2 separate regions of the Sus scrofa genome follow, and region 1 is linked to region 2. The links are chromatin contacts, called in public targeted proximity ligation maps. All regions are on one chromosome and are shown on one strand. The core of a region is the stretch at or near the end of the contact, and the rest is flanking DNA. Distances in the headings are between cores, read along the strand shown. Region 1 overlaps ADCY9 (adenylate cyclase type 9). Region 2 overlaps ADCY9 (adenylate cyclase type 9).

The links.
Region 1: a targeted proximity ligation map of skeletal muscle shows a contact between it and region 2. A contact is called at or near these places in 4 of 47 Hi-C or Micro-C datasets (brain, embryonic fibroblasts, fetal heart ventricle and 1 more) and 1 of 2 datasets of targeted methods (skeletal muscle).

Annotation. Positions count from the first base shown.
Region 1 is chr3:38,268,913-38,275,293 of Sscrofa11.1, reverse strand. The region is part of intron 5 of ADCY9 (adenylate cyclase type 9); the gene reads right to left. Among named protein-coding and RNA genes, the nearest start is that of CREBBP, 120 kb to the left of the region's middle.
Region 2 is chr3:38,179,098-38,186,225 of Sscrofa11.1, reverse strand. All of the region lies in intron 3 of ADCY9 (adenylate cyclase type 9), which reads right to left. Among named protein-coding and RNA genes, the nearest start is that of ADCY9, 65 kb to the right of the region's middle.

The DNA.
Region 1 (6,381 bases), core at 2,989-5,488, 90 kb before region 2:
TCTCGGAGTTCCCGTCATGGCGCAGTGGTTAACGAATCCGACTAGGAACCATGAGGTTGTGGGTTCAGTCCCTGCCCTTGCTCAGTGGGTTAACGATCCGGCGTTGCCGTGAGCTGTGGTGTAGGTTGCAGACACTGCTCGGATCCCGTGTGGCTGTGGCTCTGGCGTAGGCCAGTGGCTACAGCTCCAATTCAACCCCTAGCCTGGGAACCTCCATATGCTGCGGGAGCGGCCCAAGAAATAGCAAAAAGACAAAAAAAAAAAAAAAAGAAAGAAAAAAAAAAGATATGTGATCTAATCTCAATAAAGCTGTTGTTGAACAAACTAGCTGCTAACCCTCCGGCAAACACTGAGCCAAGGTCCTTGGGGAAGGGGATGGGGAAGGCAGCCTTACAAGCTGCCCCCCAAAAGCAGGCAGGACAAGCAGACGGACGTGCTTACAGCCCCAGCCATGCTTAGGCGTTTGCAGGGACGAGCTGACCTGGAAAAGACGAGGCGACTCTACGGATGGGACAGTTCATGTGGGGACAGAGCCAGGAGTTCACGGTAACTATTAACGGACTAGCCTCTCAGGTCGCCCACCTCGGTCGTGTGCCTGTAACTTACAGTGCAGCCACTGCACGTCCACAGAAAAAGAACTGGCAGGTAGAGGAGAGAGGGCGAGGCTTTCGTGTCTCTCAAACCAGGGTTCAAAGCCCTTCTGGATCCGACTCATTTGGAGACCCCTATTCAAGACCCTCCCCTCAGCTCTCTCCTGTGTGCAACGAGAGTGGGGACACTTTTCCTGAGGACGTGTCGTAAGGAGGTCAGGAACACACATGTAGGTGGCGTGGCGTCGTTCCTGGCACTCAGTGCCTCCTTCATAAATGTACTCTGATGACTCACGTGACCCAGCCAACGGGGAACTGTCACTGAGATAGCGACTGACAGCATCGGGGGAGAAGATGGTGCAGCAGGGGCACTCACGAGGCCTCACCGCCAATCTCCGAGCAGCAACAACTGCAAAGCACTGCAGTAGCTGTGGGAGGCTGGGTGTTGGCACAGAAATTTTAAATAAACGTCACTTAGCACCTTAGGGCAAGGATATAACTCAGGTCGCATCCCAGGTTCGATTTCAGGCCCACACTGTATTAAATAAAAGAAACAAAGATTCTAAAAAGTTGTGTAATTTGGGAATCTGATGCAACACACACGTTAAATCTGAAGGTTCATACGCATTCAAAAGGTGAAAATATACATACCAAAGAGCTGGCCAAATCAGGCAATAGCCTCTAAAGTTGCCCACCACTTTAGAGGCGTCCGATCAGATTTTACCTACGTAAAATCTTATCATCTTTTACCTATGTAAAAGAAAAAGCTTATGGTTCTTAAAAAATGGGCATTATTAACAAGGGCAAGATGGTCTAATTGTCAGTAAAAATTATTATAAAGCACCCCTTGGCACTGACTCAGTTGAACTTCAAAACATGTTGCCAGTGGGGCTAATGATCTTCTCAAATGGGAAAAAAAACAAACAAACAAACCAATGCCATGTACATGGAGTGACCCCTGCTCCCGCCTCCAGAGAAGAGTGTGTGTGGCCACGTGTCAGGCCAGTAAGATTTCCAGGGTCCTCCCTAGCTGTAGGGGGCTTGGGGTGGGGGGGGGGGGCGTAAATGGCTTTGGTGGTGGCAGTGGTGGGAACTTGCTCCTCTAGGGAAACACAGCCTGTAGCCTTTTTAGAGGCCAACTGGTGGCCCAGGAATGGAATGGATACAGTGTGGGGTGTTGGGCTGGTTTGAGAGGCTCTGAGTCAAACCCTTAGGGTTCAGGGCCTCTCTGATACCAGTCTTGTAAAGACCAGATGGAATCCTGAACAGAATCGCTCACTACTTTTTAAACATTAACTCTAGAGAAGTGTAACAGTGACTAAAGGTGATTGCTTTGAGAAGATACATAGACGGTCAACAGGCACATGAAAAGATGCTCAACATAACCAATTATTAGAGAAATGCAATATGACACATATATTACATTATATGTTACATATTACATTACATATATATATAATGAAATACTATTTGGCCAGAAGGAGAAAGATAAATACCATATAATATCACTTCGCTGTAGAATCTAACCTATGACACAAATGAGCTTCTCCATGAAACAGAAACAGGCTCACAGACCTAGAGAACAGACCTGTGGGTCTCCCCAGGGGGGAGACAGGGTGGGAAAGGGATGGACCGGGAGTCCAGGGTGAGCAGGATGGGTAAACAAAGTCCGACTGCAGAGCTCAGGGAACTGTATTCGATGTTCCGTGTTAAACCATAAGGGAAAGGAGTCTGAGAAAGAATATGCATATGTGTATATGTGTAACTCACTCATTTTGCTGCACGGTGGAAATTAACACAACATTGTAAATCGACTACCATGAATACATATATATTTTTAAATAAAGGCACTGGCTTTGAAATCAGACTGTCCTGGACTGAATCCTGGTTCCGCCACTTAGTATGCGAATCACTCTGAGCCTCAGTTTCCTCCTTTGTAAAACAGGATTACAGCTCCCTGGAAAAATCATCCTAAGCGCAGAAAGAGGACATGCACGCAAAGCCTGCCAGAGGCATTTCAGGTCAGCTCTAACCCCCTGGCACTGGCCTCCTCAAAGGTGGAATTGAGAAGGGTGATGAGGCCACGTTCTGGCCTGGGGGAGGGGAGCGTGGGGACTGGTGACATCCACCTCGGGAGAGGGCTGGCACGAGTGAGTGTGCACGGACCAAGCTTGGCTCCGCACACGCCTGATGTGTTGGCAAGTGCTCCGTAAACGCTGGTCCTGAAACTTCCGGTCACTGTTCTCTCTGGTTCTGAAACTGCTGCCTCTGGTCATTCGAAGTCCTTGGTCACAGCCACTGCAAGTCCACTCTTGCCCAGCCGCTTATTTTTAGGTATCTCTCTCTCTTTTTTTTCTTTTTAAGCGCTGCACCTGTGGCATATGGAAGTTCCCAGGCTAGGGGTCAAATCCCAGGGTAGGGGCCAGCCTACGCCACAGCCACAGCCACAGCAACCCTGGATCCTTTCACTACTGAGCGAGGCCAGGGATCGAACCCACATTCTCATGGATACTAGTCAGGTTCTTAACCCTCTGAGACATGACTCCCAAAGTCACTGTTCTAATGACAGCAGCTGCTGTGGCTTGGAAGCGCCTTGGAGCTGAGGACATGTCAACAAAGAACATCAGGTCCTTACTCACGCGATGTCCGCAGCCTCGCAGGCCTGCTCTCCATAAATCCCCGAATGGAAACTGCGAGGCAGGAGTGACCATCGATGGCAGGGGTCGACTTCTGGCCTGGCCACCAGGCAGCCTCTCTGGCCTCGTTTCTGGGCACGGTAGGGCCTGGGAATAAGCCTGGCGCTTTGGTCTCCTCTGCCTTGTTCCCGTGAAGGGACCCCGGCAGTGATGACCCCTCCAGCTTCCTTTAAGTGGCACCAGTGGATCCTGGAACCAAGGGAAGCTTCACCAACACCAGCTCTGGCTCCTAAGACAGAGGACTCTTGGAGCCAAGGCGTGTGCTGGCCGCTGCCTGGGAGCCCAGCATCCCCCGGAGCAGCCCCAGAGCCGGTGCCGTGTCCTCCAGGAACGGCACGGGCTCTGCCGAAGATCACGGCTGTTTCTCCAACACACTTGGGAGCGCCTGCATTTGCTTTTAACACCTTCCAACACACGTACCCTACATTCTGTTTGGCATACATGGCACAGAGCTCTCAAACAGTTCTTTCTTCCAGGCTATTTCTCTTGACAAGAGAAATCATTTCTAAGCCAACAGCTGTCCTTTCTCATAACTGTCAAGGGAGGGAGCAGGGAAATCTCTTTTCCGAGAAAAGAGGCGGAAACAACATCAGAAAAGTTCTGCTTTGCCTGTTCGATCTGCGGAACAAGACTGCTTAGCGAGCTGTCCCAGGACCAGGGGAGGCAGACCCTGCTTCCCAAACTCAGAACCCAGGTTGAAACCGGCGGATGGGGCAACAGTGGCAAATACGACTTCCTGAGGTCCCTTCTGGCTTCCAAGCTCTTTCCTGCTTTACTCTGTGTGCTCCTCAAAAGCACCTGGGAAGCAGCGTGATCAGCCCACTTAACACAAGAGGGAACGGAGGCCGAGAGAGAAGGCGCTAGCGAATGGCAGAGGGATGCTGGAGCCCGAGCAGCACCCCTGCCCTGGACCCCACCTTCACACGTGACTCTCCAAGGAACAGGAGCCACCCAGGCCGCGACCTGCCCCGGGTGAGCCAGGCATGCCCCCTGGGCTAGTGGATCAGGCACAGGCATGCATACTCCTAAACAGATGATTTCTGCTAACAAAAGCCTACAAAAAGTAGAAGCCAAGTATTAGAGGAAAAGAGAGGCAGTAATTATTACAGAGCAAGAAAGGCATCCAGAAGCTGTAAGAACAGAAGGCAGACAGCCCGAGAATGCTAGAGACAGAACAACAAACAAAGCACACGTCTGCAAGACGCCGGCACAAAGTCACCAGGTCACGGAGTGCAGAGCAGGGGACCACGGCTCCGGCTCCTGAGCCCTCAACGACAGCCGAGGTTAATGACCGAGGCTGATGGGCAAGGACAGTGTCCCCACGCTGCCGTGCCGTCTCATCAGAAAGTCAAAGTCAGGAAATATTTGGTACTGGGGGAAATTTCTTTTTTCTTTTTTCCTTTTTGTCTTTTTAAGGTCGCACCTGTGGCCCATGGCGGTTCCCAGGCTGGGGGTTGAATTGGAGCTGCAGCTGCCAGCCTCCACCACAGCCACAGCAATTCAGGATCCCAGCCGAGTCTGTGATCCACACCACAGCTTGTGGCAATGCTGGATCCTTAACCAAGTGAGCAAGGCCAGGGATCCAACCATCATCCTCATGGATCCTCATCGCGTTCTTAACCTGCTGAGCCACAGTGGAAACTTCTGGGAAGATGTTTTTTATGTGCAACACTGCACTACCTGATGCCAATCACCTGAGCTGTCCCTCCCTTTCCAAGTCACGTGTCACACAGAATGTAACCATAACAAGTATATTTATATCACATCACAAATGTATAGAAACAAACCAAAATTTTTATACACACATATTAAAAGGTTTTATTTTGAAACAATTTTGGACTTAGAGTGGGAAAGACAGTTCAGAGAGTACCCCGCACAGCCACCTCCAGCCTCCCCACCCCTGACACGGCCACCCCCGGCCTCCCTCTCCAACACGCCCCCCCACGGCCCCCACCAGTCTCGCCTCATGTTAGCCTCTTATACTAACTGTGGTCAGTTATGAAAACGAAGGAGCGAACCTGGACTCCGTGCTACGAACCACACCGGGCCCCTCCCAGACGTCCCCTTTCTGTCCTGGGAGCTCACGTGCTTGGAGCGCTGTGTCCCCTTCGTCTCCTCCTGTCTGGGACAAGGCCTGAGCCTTCCCTTGTCTTTGGCGGCCCTGTCACTTTTGAAGTGTCCTGGTCAGGCATTCTGTAAACTGTCCTTGAATTTGGATATGTCTCTTTTCTCACGAGTGGACTGTGCTTTAGGATGAGGGAAGGACCCCACAGAGGTGACAGGCCCTTCTCTGCATATCACATGGGGTGTGGGGGCAGGAGGCCAGTCTTATTACTCCTGCTGCTAACCGCAGTCATCGGGTGACAGGAGGCCCTGCTGGATCTTCCACTGTCCAGCAACGGTTCTCCCTTTACAGTGAATGAATCTGGGGGGCGGGGGGGTTACTTGGAGGCTGTGCAAGTGCCCTGTTTGTCCTTAAACTTTCACCCACTGATTTCATTTTTTTTTTTGCTTTTTAGAGCCATACCTGAGGCATATGGAGGTTCCCAGGCTCGGTGTTGAATCGGAGCTACAGCTGCCTGCCTACACCACACCAAAGCAATGCAGGATCCGACCACAGCTCACGGCAGCGCTGCATCCTTAACCCACTGAGCGAGGCCAGGGATGGAACCCGCCACCTCATGGTTACTAGTCGGATTTGTTTCTGCTGCACCACAACAGGAACTCCAACCCATTAATTTTAGAATTCACCCATGGATCCTGCCTATAGCAGTTACCACGGCGACGCTCTAATGGTGATTTTCGCTCCCTACTGCTTCCTGCACCTCTAAGCTGGAACTCCTCTCTAAAGAAGAGTTGTCGGGAGTTCCCGTCGTGGCACAGTGGTTAATGAATCCGACTAGGGACCATGAGGTTGCGGGTTCAGTCCCTGCCCTTGCTCAGTGGGTTAAGGATCCGGTGTTGCCGTGAGCTGTGGTGTAGGTTGCAGACACAGCTCGGATCCCGCGTTGCTGTGGTTCTGGTGTAGGCCGGTGGCTACAGCTCTGATTCAACCCCTAACCTGGGAACCTCCATATGCCACAGGAGCGGCCCAA
Region 2 (7,128 bases), core at 3,641-6,140:
GACCAAAAGCTGCTTTCAATAGCATATTTTTCTTTGAAAGGAAAAAAAAAAAAAAAAGAAGAAGAAGAAGTGAACAGAATTTAAGAGCATTACATAAAAATCCTGGAAATTATGCACAAGGAGTTATGCTGGAGCTTTGCCCAAAAAAGGGTATGCTGGTTTTCCATGTGTATAAATGATAACTGAATAAGAACTGTAAGGAGCTGCAGTATTATTAAAGATAAACAGACTTCTTGAAATGCCCGTTTCAAAAAACTTAGACATGATGGCCTAAACCAAGCCATTCAATCCCACATTTCCTGGGCCCTAAATAAACACGTGGGTTTTCAATCCTGAGTCCCTGTCCGGCAGCCTTTCCCACAGGCCCCAAGGAGCCCAGAGCCTCAGGCTGCCCACTGTCCCACACCCATGGGCCCAGGTCACATCCCCAGGCACCACCCCCTTCCCCAGGTCCTTTGAAGACCCCAGCGGTGGTCTCTCCCTCGTCAACCCCACAACTACTCCTGAAGAACGAGTCGCCGCCATCCCTGGACCCACCAAACAAACCGGCTTCGCTGCATGTAGACGTCTGGGGCGCAGTTTTGCAGAGGTGCGGAACCCGAGTAGTTAGAATCTTCATTCATTCACTCATTCATTCGTGTCACAAACATGGAGCACCAGCTACAAGCCAGGCTATGCTTCTGGCACTAAGAACACAGCAGTGGAGAGAGCGTGTCAACATTCCCGCTCCCCAGACACATTCCAGTTGGGGTGGAGACAGGTCCTGAACGAAGAAAGTCAGAGGTGTGTTGGGCAAGATGGAAAGGAGCGAGGCAGGGGAGGCATTCCAGGAACCACCTTCCAGAACAAGGCTCCTCCGAAGGGGACTCCTGGAGGTGGGCTGTCTGGGAGCTTCCACAGCTCCCCTGGGGGATGGGGCTAGATGGGCTGGGGGCTCGACACGACCTTCTGGTCTAGGATTTCTTTCCTCTCAATGTTCTTTATCTTATTTACCGAGGTTCACAGGCACCTGTCCCTTCACGAGCGCTTAGTGGGAAGACATAGCGACAGAAGTGCTGCGTTGCTCTATAATTGTCAATTGTCAGAATGTAAATTAAAGCTTCCGAAGAGCCTGAAGCAGCAAGAAGCATTTGTTCAGCAGAGCTATTGCTTCATATAAACATGCGTATACTATTAATTTTCTCTTCAAAAAAAAGGAGAGGGTAAACCTTAGCTTGGTCCCTCTGAACAAACATACCAGACAAACAGAATTAAGGAGATTTTCAAACCTATCATTTCTCTACTCCTTAAAAACATTACTAGATGAGTATGAGAGCTATAAACACTGACGGCTTGGATAAAAAGGCCTGGGGGGACAACGTGAAAGGGCTCCCCACGGTCCGAGACAGAACAATTTGAGCATCAAAAAAAAAAAAAAAAAAAATGGTGTCTGTATTGGAGTAAAGTATACCAAATAAGCTAAAACCCAAGAGTTTGCACTGAAAAAAGTCACTGGTCACCTTCAGAGGATGTCAAGAAACCAACTCAGCCTGAAAACTGGTAGACGATGGGACAGAATCAAGCAACTACACTTCTAAACATACACCGTTCCCAAGATGCTATGATTTCACCATGGTTGAGATAATAATGTGCCTGAAAACACTTTGAGCACAGGAACGAACTAAAGAGAGAAAGGTATAGCTGTTTTGTGTTGTTGCGGCGGCGAAGAAAACCGTCCCGCGTTCAGTAGCACTAGCTAGCGAATCTCATCTCTATTGAGAGCGACTCTGCGCCAAGGAGTTTTCTAAGTACTTAATGCTACTTTCCCCTTCAATCCTTCCAACGATTCTACGAAGCAGGTACTGGTGTGTTCTAATACGGCCCTTCGGGATTAAACGCTGGTTCCACCACCGAGTCGCTTCTAACCGGGTGGCCACCGCAAGTCAGGGAACCTCTCTGTGCTTCGGCTGTCTCGCCTCTCACATGGAGGTGATGTGTCTCCACCTCCCAGCCCCATTTGCAATAAGATCAGTAAGTCTAGAGCGAATTTGTTCAGGTTTTTGTGTTTTTTTGGTTTGGGGGGGCTTTTTTGCTTTTTAGGGTCACACCCGTGGCATATGGAGGTTCCCAGGCTAGAGGTCGAATCGGAGCTACGGCTGCTGGCCTACGCCACAGCCACAGCTACTCAGGATCCAAGCCACGTCTGGAACCTACACCACAGCTCATGGCAACGCCAGATCCCCGACCCACTGAGCGAGGCCAGGGATCGAACCCACAACCTCATGGTTCCTAGTCGGATTCATTTCCGCTGCGCCACGCCGGGCACGCCCAGGTGATTATTCAACATCCACATGCCCCTCAAGGCGGTCGGCTCCATGAGGGCTCAGCACTCTCTTTCCAGAACCCAGTCCAGGCCTACCAAGTAGGAAAAACTCACGTGATATTTATTAAATAAATAAAAGAATTTACAGTGAAATGTAGTAGAGCTAAACAACTGCTCTAGTTCAAATCTCCTCCAATATCTCCAGAGTCTCAAAGCTAAAGATTTTCCCATAACTTCTCAACTATCAAGGGTCATATCATCTTAAGCGCCCTAAGCTCTGGAGGCCCGATGCAGCCCAAGAACACTCCCTAGAGTTTCAGGAAAGAAGCTGTAACTTGGCAGCTACAGTTCCACTAGGGCAAGTTATCAGTGCTTTGTATTTTGGACACTTGCCCTTTTTCATTCGAGAAACTGACTCAATCACATGTCCCGGGCATGTTCTGGGTTTCAGTCCTAAACTATACAAGACATGCACCAAATAGAGGGCAGGAAAAAAGAAACGCCATCCCACGCAGCACAAAGCAGAACGACGCACCCAGGCAAAAGAGTCGGTTATCATTCATGGAAAGCCTGTTGCTTTCCATGAATCACAGGGCTAATAAGTGCTTTACTTGAGTAGCTTCTCCTCTGAGTTTCCCACTAGCCCTCAGAGAGCGTGCCCAGGGTCCCGCGGTTCAGAAGTAAGAACCGCCTCCAAAGGCACGGGAAGCCAAACATGCATGTCACCACTGTACCACTCTGCCCAAGGGGGGAGCCCTGCAAAAATAAATTAAAAACAAAGTGGACGGTCTCCGGCCTGACCCCTAAACACCAGCAGCAGAGATGTGGCAGAATCACAAAGGGGTTTTTTTGAGAAAAAGGAAATGTATGAAGTCAAGTCACTTGCTGCGTCCGCGATACATGTCACACGTCTATTCTAATCCCAGCTTGCGCTGTCCCCACCTCTGTGAGAATGTGTTTTTGGGTGGCAGGCACAGGACTCTCACGCTTCCGGTCTCTCCACTTAGGGGAGCAGTTCTCCCAGGGCGGTGCACAGACTCCCAGGGGCCCCGAAGGCTTCCTCAGGGCATCTGTGAGGTCAAAACTATTTTCCCACTAACACTAACTATTTTCCCACTCCCAGGGGCCCCGAAGGCTTCCTCAGGGCATCTGTGAGGTCAAAACTATTTTCCCACTAACACTTTCTCAGCAGTAACAATGGCCTGGATGGTACCAAAGCAAGCGTGGGTGAAACTGCAGGTCCCTGACTTTGAACTGGGGCGGCAGCACCCAGTGGTGCTGGTGACCGATGAGCTCTGCAGCCCCACACACTCGCAGAAGGAAAGTCATTTTCCCTTAAGCATGTCCTCAGAGGAAGCCGCACCGTCGAATGACTGAGTTAAATCCTGAGGGTTCTGAGGGATGGGGGGGTGCCCGCAGAACCACCCCTCACATTGCCGGAAACGGTTGTCACCAAGAGCATCTGGGCCCCTGTTTGGGCTGCAAGCTGCACGAGCTGCTGTTTGGATGGAACCTCGTTTACACCTGACCCACAGACAAACCACGGTCACACCGACTCAAGCATCCGGCAGACGGTTCCTGGAAAACACACGAGATGTGTCTGCCGCTTCAGGAAGATAACCGAGAGGATTTGCTGCCAGTGAGGAAATTCAAGTTTTCAAGTGAAAACCAGAATTTTGGAAAGCTTTTACCCACCACTGTGAAGCTGACATCTTCTCAATATTTAAAGACTTCGCTTATGGCAACATCTGGAAGCGCCACACAACTCAAGACACCACACTGTTCCAAAGGACCCAAGTCTGATGACACAAAAACTCACACCTGAGTAAAGGCTGGTTCAAAAAGCCAACACGGTTTTGCTAGCAGACAAAAAACGGCTTCGTGGGGTTTCAGATTCCATGCTGCAACTAACCCTGAAGAAACTACCCCTTCTAGGGTGCTGGTGCAGGAGCAAAGAAAAACATCCCCAGCTATCTAAACAGGCTATTAAAATGCTCCTCCGTTTTCCAACTACACACCTCTGTGGAGCCGGATTTTCTACACACTCTCTAATACACTGCAGCAAACGGAATGCTCAAGCGGTTAAGAAAATCCAGCTGACAGGCTTAAAAGTGGTTAACATGGTAAATTTTTGTTAAGTGTATTTTACCACAATTTTTAAATGCCCAGCAGCTTTTGATTCATCCAGACATAAAAGAGATTTGCAGAAATAGAAAACACTGCCATTCTTCTCTCCAAATTTGTCTACTGAAAGTTTTTTTGAAAATGTAGTTCTTTCCATAAAATTATGTTATTTACCTTAATATGCCAGGGGCACAGAGATTTACTATTATTCTGAAATGAATTAAGGAAAGATTTACTTAAATGTCTCAACTTCAACTGCTAATATGGTCCATATCAATAGATAACAGCATGGGCCATATCAATAGATAAGGGGCATGAACCAGAGCTCTTTGCCTCCCTCAATCATTTCAAGGGAGGAACAGGGGTCCTGAGACCAGGAAGTCTGAGAACCGCTGCCTTGTGGGAAGGCTCAGAAGCCAGGGCGCAGCTGTTCCTGACCAGCCCAGGCCCAAAATTCCACCCTTTCCCAAGTCTGTTCTCATCCCCGACTCCTCCCCTCTGGGTTCAGCTACTGCCACCACCACCACCAGCCTCTGGAGCCTTGACCTTCCAGACTATTCTAAGGGAATGAGTCTCTCCCCTGACTTGGGCAGAGGTTTCTGGGCACTTCCTTACAAGCACAATGCCAGCAAATATCAGGGGAAACAGCAAACACCTGAGGTACAAGAGCGAGCCTGTCTTACAAAGTACAGTTTCCTCTGCCCACACTGACCTGAGTCTGGCCACCAACTGGCTTGGCGGGGGCCGTTTACCAGGAATGTGAGCAAGCCTGCCCCAGCTTCTCCAGCCTTCCTAGGGCAAGGCTACCCCTGCGCATGGCCCACTCCGCTGCCTACAGTAGCCCCGGGCAGCCTGCTGAAAACACACTCGCCTCTGTACAAAGTTCCCTCCGCGGAAGCTGGTTCATCCTGAGAAAGATCCTCAAGGGGCTCAGACACAAATGATGCCGGGAGTCACAGGGATGGGGAGCCACTCCAGGAGGCTCTTCCGGTATCAGCAGCTTCCTGCCACTTCCAGGAGGGCGGACCTGCAGGACCTGAGGACTCATGGCCACGCTCACACGACACGGAAATCCCAACAGGAATCCCAGCCTGGAAATCACCAACCCACAGGGAGGTAAAAATTCAGGGACATCCACCCCACGAGACAAGGTGAACTGTGTTCTTTTTTCCACAGCAGAGTATACAGGTGACACCAGCCAGCAAGTAGAAAGACAATTATGATTTGAACCAGGCTGGTCAGAGGAAGAGAAGCCCGAAATTCCTCTACCTATTCTATCTGCTTCTTGGTAAGTTTTCCCTTTCTTAGTTATTCTACCTGAAAAAATGACCTGCTTCCCCCTTCATTCCACAGGCAATTCTGCCAACAATATCCTTAACTTTCTCAGCCGAAGGCTAAATCTACTCAAAAGCTGGTCTTCAGGCTTTATAGCTATGTGCTCCTTCTGGAAGCCGTATGATTTTGAGTGAAGGAGCCTGAAAAAACTGTCAACAGGGGCTGCCTGAGCACTGACCACAGCGGTCTTTCATCTCTGAGCCCAGATGTCAAGCCAAATTTTCTGCTTCCTCTTATCGCTGCCCCTTGGTACCCGAGAGGCTGTTCCGACCTGCACAAGAGAGTCCACTCAAGGATGCAGGGGAGCATGGAGTTTCTCCTCAACATGACTTAAGAGGGGACACTGAGCGGTCAGCTATGGGCAGGCACTGCGGTGGTACATCATAAGCTTAGCTGGAGACAAGCGATCCAAGCTACCAAGTGAAGCCAGGGGTGCACCTGAACAAGCAAACTGCACCCCAAACTAGTACACAGCCAGGGCTCTGCGCTGTAGCTGACAGGGAACCGGGAAGCCAGACTTCTCGTTTGGGACAGCTGATGGCAAAGCCTGAAGTGCCTTGAGTGCCTCTGCCCACTGTTGAGGAGTGGCCCCAGACAGGGGCTAGCCTAAAGAGGGACTCCCCCCGGTGCCACCTATTGGCACACGGTGACGGTCTCAGTCACTGAGGTGGCCACTGGGCGACCGTCTCTCCCAGGGCACACTGGCAGGCCTCCCCGTGAGCTGCGGCACAAGCCTAAAAGCTTGGTTTGGGGGGAAGCCTCATTTCTGCATCTAACAAAGCCACAGCCCCCATCACCCTTCTACCAACACACGAGTGCTGGTGAGAATTCCAGTGACTGGCGCCTTGCTTTTTCCGTCCTAAGATGCAAGAGGGGAAAGATGTCTATCGGTATTTTCCGACAGTGTGACTCCCTCTGTGACTCTCTCCAAAAGGAAAAGCCAGCAGTTCTAGACAATATTCCGCACCCCTACTGCCTGAGGCCCAAGGCAGAACACAACAGCCCGGACCCTCTCGGGCTGGGTGGGTGACACCAAACGGTGTGGAAGGGCCCTTCCTTCTTCCCATCTCTCAAAGCAGACAATTTCCCCTCTTTTTTTTTTTGTTCTTTTCTGGGGGCTGCGACTGCTGCATGTGGACGTTCCCAGGCCAGGGACGGAACCCACACCACAGGTGAAGCAATGCCAGAGCCTTAGCCCCCTGCCCCACACGGGAACTCCCATCTCTCCCTAATCTTTAACCATAACTACCCATCACGGTCTGGATCATCTCCAAAATCTTAGTTCTACGCTGAAAATTCTTCCAACCTTCTTTCTCTGAGATTGGCCACCCTATCTAAAATTTCAGACACACACACACACACACACA